Linked DNA regions of Gasterosteus aculeatus: region 2 is linked to region 1. The links are chromatin contacts, called in public Hi-C maps. All regions are on one chromosome and are shown on one strand. The core of a region is the stretch at or near the end of the contact, and the rest is flanking DNA. Distances in the headings are between cores, read along the strand shown. Region 1 holds the start of bet1 (Bet1 golgi vesicular membrane trafficking protein). Region 2 holds the start of vps50 (VPS50 EARP/GARPII complex subunit).

Region 1 (5,245 bases), core at 998-3,497:
AAACACCTTTATGTATTCCATTTGTTTCCTTTCCACAGAGATTCTAGGTTACTTTCAATTGGTGGAGGTGCCGATGAGGTGATGCTGGCAATCATCTGCAAATACATGGACACACTACCCAAGAAATGAAGTCATAAACATCTGATCCAGACTGCCCGATGCACGCTGCTCCATAGCAGATAATGAGTCAATTTATTGCTAAACACAAGTCACCTAAGTGCAGTTATATTATGTGACAAACTATATAGCATTTTATTGTTTTGTTTTCAGGGGCATACAACATCAACAGCCTACAGTTGAATTGTATTAGTGTCATTTTACCAAGACTTAAATCTTTTTAAATAGACTCTGCAGTGTCTGTAAAAATTATATATTTTTAATTTCCACATTGCATGTCATTGACTAATTTATAGAAGTTTTAATATTTGCAATGTATTCTCTGTATGTGTAATCAGCACACTCATTCTGTTAAATTCAGATCATAGAATGTGTTTATTCACATAAAAAAAACATGTTAACAGAAATGAAACTATACTCTCATTCATTTTTGAATGGTTGCCAACTGATGCAATACATCCATTCATTGTTAAAAGCAAAAATACTCAATTATTTGCCTCAAATGGCAACGTAGAACACACTATAACACAACGTATTGACAGATTTCCAATCCACTCTTATCACATCTCATAACGTGCCGCTGATTGCATCAAAGGTTTTACAGTGGTTAAACATTCACTGTTCTGTCTCATCCAGTGTCAGATATACATAAAAATGTTAATTCACACTCATTAATCTCTCATCCATTTTACTTATGTTTTGATGATACCATGTGGTGGAACCCCAGAGTTATTTCATAACTCAATTTGTTTTATTTCTTTTTTTAAATTCAATTCAACTACTTTGAATGGGTACAGAATAAGCCGTTTTGAGACTCATCGGAGCGGCACACACTGGGGAGTAACTCGGCCTCCTATCACCTCAGCTTGATGAACCAGTACAGGACAAAGAAGACGAAAAGACAGAAGAGAAGCATGTAGCACAGCAGTTTGGTCTGACTGCCTCTGGACAGCTGCTTCACTCGGCCTATGGTCGCACCGAGCAGGCCGCCTGTCGAGTCAAAGTCCGTGTCCTAATGTGGAAGGATTAAAAAGGTTTAGGTCCAGGCATCACTGGGATATGATAGTACAATTGTGAGGTACTTCAAAAACTCCATTACATTTCACAGAGGAATATTAAATTGTCAAGATAAAGTTGTTTTAATTCTAAATGTTATATTGATTTTTAATATAAACAGTAGGATCATCCTTTATTATAAACTACTCAGCTTTAATTTTTATAGCTTAATCGGTAACCAATTAACATACTACTCAATACTCAAATACTTTTTATGCACCACTTCCCTGTATATGTTGTTAATAAGGAAAGTGGAACTTGCCATATCGCCCAGCATTGTATTCTGATACTTGACTTCCGTTCCAATGTCGATAGACAGCTGTGAATATCAATGAAATGAACATCAATATCAATACTGCATTTAAAACCGATAGTTCGTGTAGTATTCGCCGTCCATGTTTTTGAATGAACCATCATTAGTGGTTCCTTACACTTTTCAAAGCGCTGACTTTGGCTCTCAGTCCCTCCTGCAGATGTTCGTTCTCCTCCTCATACACGCTGTATCCACTCGCCACATAATTCCCGGGGCCTCCTTCGCCTAACGGAACGGGGACGATGATTAAAACATTATTCGTGAACGCCGTCGATTTCTGTCCGTTAACAACAACAACACACCTTCATGCACATATGCTAACAACACAGCTAGCTTACGTAAGCTAGCTGTGTTGTTAAGCGGCGTTATCTGGAAAGCAGGCTACGTATGAGCTTAAAAACCAGGCTGCCTCTCACCCAAACCGGCGCGCCTCATCTTCAACCAGTGGAGTTGAACGTTTTAACAATCAACACAACAAAATGTTGACGAAATGAGCTAAAAAAAAAAAAGAGACCGCTAACGTTGACGTGTTGTCTATGGTAAGTTTGTATTAAGGCTTTACAGCACAGACCACGTCATCATACGGTGGCCGATGAGGACAATGAGCCCCGTAACGCAAAGCGGGAATAATCTTGGTTGATGTTTTTTTCTGCGCATTTAAAAAAAACTTGAAAACATTGATTAAAACCTTTTTGGAGTTTGTGCCTAGTTCTGGTGTCGGTGTCCGTGGGGGGGAGTACAGGTAAAGCTATTTTAAAAGCAATCACAACAGGAAGTGGGCGTAACCAATTGCATTTTGCTCTCGATATTGTTCTAATGTTTTTTTTCTCAGTATTGCATTTTTCTAAATATATATTTTTGAAAAACAGCAGTATTGTTAAAATCAAACTTCCATGTAAATGTCTGAAACGGTTGCTTGCGTTACGCTCAGTTAGGGTCAGATCACTGGGCTACTGTACCTATCTGTCTTAATCAGTGTGAGTAATTGCAACACTTAGCGAGCCTCTTCAGTGCCACACCCCTGTGACCCGAGCTAAGCAGTTGTGCATGCAGGCTTTAACAAATATTGAATCCTGAAACGGGCTGATTTGATGGCTCCTCCAATGGAGACTTCTGACATGACGCAGGAACTATTTAACTACAGTCATGGCTGTGAGGCTTTCTGCTGTTTGATCATGTTCATCTAATGCACCTATAAAGAAGAACAGTGGGACCAGAGAGACTAAGTAGACTGGTCATACGTGGACCAGAGAGACTGTAGACTGGGTAAACGGGGACCAAGACCCGTAGGGTACCTTTCAGAGTGCGTACAGCAAAGCACTGTATAAATGACAATTCTACTGTTAGTTCTAAAATAAGATGATGCCAATAGTTTTTTCTATTTTGTAGCCTACTTTTTATAACTTTTATAACTTAACTATAATATCATGTCCTGCTCATTATGGTGAGATATTATAGATTCTGTGTTACATGAACCAAATTATCGCAATATAATTTGCTGTTGAACTTCTGATGTTCTTGATAAGATAACCATTTCATGGTTTTGTCATATTGAGGTGACCACCTAAACATATAAAACAAGTTTTTTTTTTTTTTAAACCACTGTGTGTTCCACTTTATAACCACTGTGGGTTCCATTACACATACCATACTATTTTGTATCTCAGGAAAATATTTAATACATTCCAATATATAGTGGGTCAACTGCAAAAGAAGTAAAAAGATGTCCTCACTGCTCTTTTCGCAGGAGGAATATGCGCAAGAGGAGCGCGGTTCAGGGTGTATTAATGCCCACGTCTGCTTGTTCGCAGGTCTCACTGGCCTCGCCTTAACATAAAAAGCAACAGTACGACAAACTGTGGTCTACGGTCCAACGACAGGCTCACAGAATGAATATCATCAGCGAGACAAAATGCCGTATTTGACAAGAAAACATATTTTCTCATCGTTTAATAGACTATTCTCCCTTTGGTGGAATAAACACATTATTTTAAGGAGAAAATTACTCCGATCTTTCCTTTGAACACTAAAAAAATAGAGACAAATATCCTTTGTAGATTTAACAAAGGGGTGATATTTTTACTGACACATCCATCTCTGTTGTGTAGAACAGAAAATAGTTTTGCAATTTTTCCATAAATGGCGCTATTTATCAGTGATTAGCTTTCTTCATCCCCTCATTCATCATCCTTCACCTTGCCAAGAGACAGCTAATGTGATATAAGAGATTAAAATGACATTCATGATGCTAATTATTCCAATCCAATATCTTATAAATAAAGCTCCAATCTGCCTCAACGCTCTTCAATGCCCCAGCACTCATCTTTGTATGTGCCCCCTGAAGGCTCTGCCGTATGCGTGACCCTGACTGGAGTGTCCAACAAACAGGGGGGTATTGATTCAACTGTGCGCTGTGCTCAGCCTCCATGGATCCATCTGAATGGTCTTTAGAGGAGAGGATGGCGTTGAGACACTAGAAACTAGTCTAAATATTCATTCCAGCTCTGTAGATTTAGAGCACTCTTGATCAATCTCAATGGGCGCACATGCACACTTGTCCTTTAAGTCAACTAGTTTCCACCCCCTCAGATGTTCTATACATGTTCATGTACGTGTGTCTTTTAGTGTTTTGAAACTGTTTGACGGGTCTGATTCTCACAGATCGTGTTGAGTGGGTGTTGCTTGCTCAAGGGCACCTCAGCAGTGCTGGACTTGAATTGAACAGACTTGTATTGAACGGAGCGGTTCAACAACTAATCTTACTGGGTGTCAAACCAAGTCCACTTGACGGAAACCAGGAATGTCACGCGACCATATGGGAGCGGCTGCACGCATGGGTTTCTCTGCAGACAAAAGAAATCCAGAATAAAACCATACTTTATTGTACATTTTTTTTTCACTATAGTGTCACTTTTTCTTCGTTTTAGAGCAATTTCTGTTATTTAAGACAAAGAAAAGCGAATGCTGTAGGAACTATGCATTGGTTACACTCCACGTTAAGTTAGCAAAGTAACGTTCCAATTAAGTAGTTTAGTGGGAAACGTCGCTTGGGCAAAAGTTCCTTCAAACGGCAGTAATAAGTGATCCCCAGTATGATGGCTCAGAATCAAAGAGCTACTCCCCTGTCAGTAACCTATGCAGCTATTTGGTGAGAAAGGACTGTAATTAGCTAAAAATGAGAAAAGTAATCTGTCTGTGCAACACAGTACACTACGTACTGCTGATGCTTGACAATATCCAGCTCAGCCTGATTACCATAATTTATCACAAGGATGAAACGGATGAGTCAGATGAGGTAGGAGTAGAGGGGAGGAAAAATATGCCGAAGGAAAAAGGGTTTGCCATTGTGCTTCCTACTACTAGTCTCAGGAGAAAGGATTGTTTTGAATTACAATTCAAATAACTGCCTGCCTTTTAGCCATGCTTAACATTCTCTGGATTATAGATTCATATTTTTGTCAATATACATGTATTCACATCATTAATAGATGGCTGTGTTCCTCAGAATAAACCTAAATCCCGTCATGCATTAATAAATATAGTTTTAATAAGAGATTTCATTGAGATGTATAAAAAAATGAAGGATTCCCTTTTTAGTGAACTTGTTTCCAGGACTCGCCCCTTCAGCTCTCAGCTAATCACGCGTGGCCTCAGCCCGCAGCATGGTTGAAATAATATAAAATGGGAAGCTAGTTATCTTACTGTGTGTATAGTTTATTTATTGTAGACGACTCTGGTTGGTTGATTCAGAATGACTTT
Region 2 (4,843 bases), core at 520-3,019, 140 kb before region 1:
AGAGAGAGGTGTAATAATAATAATAATAATAATACAATTAATTGAGACTTGCACTCGCTCTGCTGTTACTTTGCACAACTTTAATGTACCACTTCTGCTACGGTTCAGCTTTTTTATCAAATTATTGTGATTGACCCCAATGTACGCATACTCATACGCTGAGTGCTTCCAGTCAAGTTCATTCCAAATGCCGTCACAGTGAAATGTCCAAATTCACAAGCTTTAAAACTTTAGGTGGTTTGTTCCCAGAAAACTATGGACTCAGTTACAACTAAATAATACAATGGAGAAATTATTATCGTAGAATATTGACACTAAATGTCAAGAAGACAAATTATTGCACTGATGTTAGTTTGCTTGTTCACTGTAATATAATCCTGAACTTTGGACTGAATGCACATAGAGAGCTGCTGCACTGCTGAGGATCGTAAGGATGCTTCCCATGACGGATCCCTGCATAACAACAAGCACTTTATGGAGTCCAGCTCTAATTATGGCGGATGAACTGAGCAACTAAGTGTGTGGTGTCTTTGTGGCGGCATCTCCGGGTAAGGCTTGCCATCTGTTCTGTTTCAAAGTGTGCTTTAAGGGAGGCTTCGCACTGTGGATGAGTGCTTCAGAATCAACAGAGGAAATTCACCTAAGGAGAGAGGGAGAGAGACCTCACCTTCATTTGACTGGGAAATAGCCCGAGGCTTCATCAACCAGGAACTAGAACTCACTGGAGCTGCTGCCTGTTTGCAGCCTTTAACCTGCTGCTTGCAATAGCACCCAAGGGGGCAGTTAGAAAACAGGCTGAATGGGTTTGCACGCACCGTTTTTTATTGGTTTACTAAACATAACAATAAAATAAAACATAGTTATAAACTGTTACATTTATTATGTTTGAGACTAGATGATATGTATCTAATAGTAACAGTATTGAAATCATAGTACATATGCAGAAAGTGACAGACAGTTTTGCTCAAGTATACTTATATCCGGAAATTTGGATAAAAGAATAAATAAAGACAATTAAAATGACTGATTATGTAGAAAAACATACATTCCAATAATACAGTACATAATTATATTGGATTACTAACTAATAACTGATGCACCCACATGGCAGCAGGATTTTAATGTTGTAGCAGGTGCAAGATAATCAAATTTGATTTACTTTAAACTGTTGGAAAGTTTAAACTAGTATATGTTTTCGAAAATGTGTCCTATTTAAGAATAGTAATGGTTGAAATTAAGTTAGTTACATTCTTGATACTTAGCTGTTTAAGTAGATCAGTCAAGGTTATTTCAGTATAACCTTAAGAGCAATAGTGGCATTTTTCAAAGACGACATCTTGACACAACATTATCATAATACATAGAATAACATGAACACTCTCTTTAAGTGTCCTGGTAAGCCTTGACAGTGAGAGATGGGTGTTTCCAAGACCCATATTCATCAATAGTTTGGCAGCTGCGATATATCAAAATGTCTCACCTGACACATACAATTAACGGTGAGCACACAGAAGTAGAGTCGGTTCTTCAGGGACGCAGAAGAAACTTGATGTCTGGTATTATATTCTGTGATGTTAGATACTACCATCCAGTGGTGTGAGGAAGTAAAACATGTATTAGAATATTATTGCTCTACAATAATACTGTATTTAACATACATTATTTTAGTTCTCAACATCATATTTTTTTAATTTAATCTAAATATGTTCTCTTGTTTACCCTCGTGAGATTCGGACAGGTGTCTCAAGCAAAACTCCAAAACAAAAACTACCTTTCCCAGCGTCCTTTGCCATTTCCTCGTTCGCTCCGTACCAGTCACGTGACGGTCAACTATGGCTTCCACCTGGTAGTGATGGAGGCGCATCGTTGACAACAAAAACAAACTACAACTTTGCTCGTTTATTTGTACGCTGCCACAAGTTGGATTCACAATGCAGAAGATCAAGTCCCTTATGTCCCGGCAGGTGAGCGAAGCAGCGCAGCCCCTTTGTCCCTGACAGCTGCAAGTGGCTAGCTTGCTAGCTAGCTAGGCTAACTGGCTAATTTGACAGCTCGTCGTGGGGCTCAATTAAAGGGTACATTCAGGCCGAATAGCCCCAGCTTATTCATCGGCTGAGTCACAATTCCTCAACAATTTACCCCACGTGAAGAAAATACAGGTGTAGTGAGGGAAATACCCGCGTGCGCCGAGTTTAACGTTACCTTCTTGAGAAAAGCACACGAACAGGGCATAACAGTGTAAAACGGGCGGTCATGTTCTCCTCCTGCACTGCAGTCATGTTAAGCTCCTCGGTTCCCCACTACACAAGAGAGCCTGTCGTTATCACAAAATCTCTCCGTCACTTCCACTTTTTTGTTGAAGGCAGTGGTGCGCTAAGCTAAGTCACGACAGGCACAGGTGCCAACTGTGTAAACCGTTACAGTCACTTTACTTTCTGGGGCTTTGGGAAATTTATCAGTGACTTCTTATTTTGACAGGGCCTGAAAAGCCCCCAGGAAAGCATGGCAGACCTCAGCCCCGTGGAGAGCCTGAGGATCCCGAGCAAGGTAAACCTGCATTGGCTGAAGCTCTAGCGCTCATTGCATTGATTCTGCACATCCTACAAAACTGACATTTCTCTAACCACGACCACAGCTAATCACGTGTTTAGGAAGGAAAAGGTAGATCTACCTGTCCCGTGTTCAACTACTGGCATTGTGTAGTAATGAATACTTCAAGTCGAAACACTGGTGTCGAAAAGAAATCTGCACATTTACGAATGTGCTACGGTAGCACATTCATAAATGTGCAGATTTCTTTTTCAGATAAGACGGCGGTCCATGGACCATCGTCTTATCTGAATAAATCAAGTAACTATTTAGCCAACTTGATTGCATATTACTGATAGAAGCCAAATTCAGTCGAACTCCAAAGCAATTACATCAACTGTGTCGAGATGCGTTGGGATTTGAACAGGACGTATTGTATAATTAATCATTAACGCGTGAGATTATATCTTGGCTTCCATTTCTGTCACTTGCGGACACACCCATCCAAACACCAAAAGTGTGAAGTATGGTCTCCCCCGTTTGAGTCCTTTTGCATTTCTCCGTGGCGGTGTTTGAAAATGCAATCAGTCGTGCTTGGTCACAATGAAGATTTGTGCTTACCCACTTGTGCACTTTCAATTTGCCAAGAGCAGACTGAGCCAAGCCGCATTGTAGCTCTATATATTGGATATAGACACTTACTCACTGGGCCCTCCATGCACCGCCGGGTGCTGGATTTGTTTTGACTTTGACGGGTAGTTGTGACCTTCTAGTGTGGCTGTGTACCATTCGGAAGGTGACCAACTCTCAATTATTCATAGATATCAGGTCCATCCAGCCAGACATTTCATCTCCCTCCAGTGAAGATTGTTTTGATGGTAGATTGCAGTTTGGGGTCAACGTGAATGCAAGTCTCTTCATGCGTTGCCTCGAGTGTTTTCTGCCTAGGTTGAAAAACACATCAACAGATAAGATAAAAAGGAAGTGCTTTTCCGTCAACTCATCGGTCAGAGTTGAGGAAGATGGAGCTGACAGGAGTTCTGAAATTTCTCTCAATCTGTTGTTTATTTTCAACAACAGATTAAGAGAAGTCTGTCCTCTGATTGGCTCGTACACAGCAATGACATTTGTTTTGGTCAACGATGAGGACTGGCCTTGATAATATTGTCACGTTAAGTTGGCTGGTTGTTTCACAAGAAAGACAATTTCTGTGATCTAATAATTCAAGGTCATTGTATAGTTGTCATAGTTGTTTAGACAGCACGGAAGTCTTTTGTTGCAGAAATCCACCCAAAGACGCAGATCGAGCCCAGATACGAAGTCATTTAGTCTCCAGGTGTAATCAGAGCCTCAGTTGCTTCTCGCTGGATGCGTCGCTCGCGCCAGCTTTGGGATTGGTGCACATGCAGACATCAAATACTTACGTGCTTACGTGATGCGAGGAACTGTGGTATAAGCAGATATAACCATCGGGAGAGACTTAGTGTAGATCATACACATATTCGCCTACCTTTACCTTTACTTATCACGGCGTGCGCTGTAAACACCTGCATACTGTGTGTTCAGCCGAAACACTGGTCCTATTATTTGACGACACAGTGCACTGACTGTATTTACTTTGCTGCGGGGGCCTGTCAGCTCTCAGGGAAATGAAATCGGAGACCACGCATCCTTTTGTTGTACACTGAAACCCACGGCCACCTTTGATCGGAGGGGAATATTACTCTGTGTGTCTCTCTCTTTATTACTTAATCTGATACTTACTGCTTGGTACTGGTCGTGTTTTGTCCAACCATTTTAAGCCGGGGTTCACGTCATTCATCGTGCTCCACGAACTGACCGCAACATCTGGCTAGTGGAAGGGGACGCAGGGCGGGTTATACGTAGTGCTGATTGAGATTTGATGCTGTCAACTCATTCTCTGGACACACAACTTGAAGGGTGGGTGGAGGAAGAATGATGTTAAGCTGAAGGTGTAGAATTGTGTGCGTGTGACAAGGCAAATAAATGGACCCTCGTTCAGTGTTTCCCCATTTGATTACAACTTCGGGGGGGGGGGGGGGGGGGGGGGGTAGATGTCTGTCCACGGGGCGCCCCCTCTGATACAACTTTAGGGGAAACACTGCGCGTTTATTTGATCGCGGTGACCCACGCTGACGGGTGACTGATGAGTCATTTACTCCCCACCCGTGACCTCACTGGAGACGGCTCACACGGTTGTAGTCAGTAAGAGAAAGTGCCGACTGATCGCTTTTTACATTACATTTACATTTAGCTGACTTCCAATAAGTGCATTTCAACCATAAGGATACAA

The links. A called contact is a pair of places that touch in the nucleus more often than the background predicts.
Region 2: a contact with region 1 is called in a Hi-C map of skeletal muscle, with 4 times the contacts expected there. The contact joins the promoter of vps50 here to the promoter of bet1 in region 1. A contact is called at or near these places in 3 of 6 Hi-C or Micro-C datasets (skeletal muscle and whole body).

The regions. Positions count from the first base shown.
Region 1 is chr10:11,225,503-11,230,747 of fGasAcu3.hap1.1, reverse strand. It overlaps bet1 (Bet1 golgi vesicular membrane trafficking protein), which reads right to left and starts at 2,247. Exons shown (of 4, transcript XM_040188827.2): 1 at 1,903-2,247; 2 at 1,605-1,711; 3 at 1,436-1,492; 4 at 474-1,129. The coding sequence starts at 1,921. The coding sequence ends at 974. LOC120826477 (zgc:85777) reads left to right here. Exons shown (of 9, transcript XM_040188826.2): 9 at 39-524. The coding sequence ends at 129.
Region 2 is chr10:11,366,081-11,370,923 of fGasAcu3.hap1.1, reverse strand. It overlaps vps50 (VPS50 EARP/GARPII complex subunit), which reads left to right and starts at 1,769. Exons shown (of 28, transcript XM_040188507.2): 1 at 1,769-1,964; 2 at 2,479-2,547. The coding sequence starts at 1,932.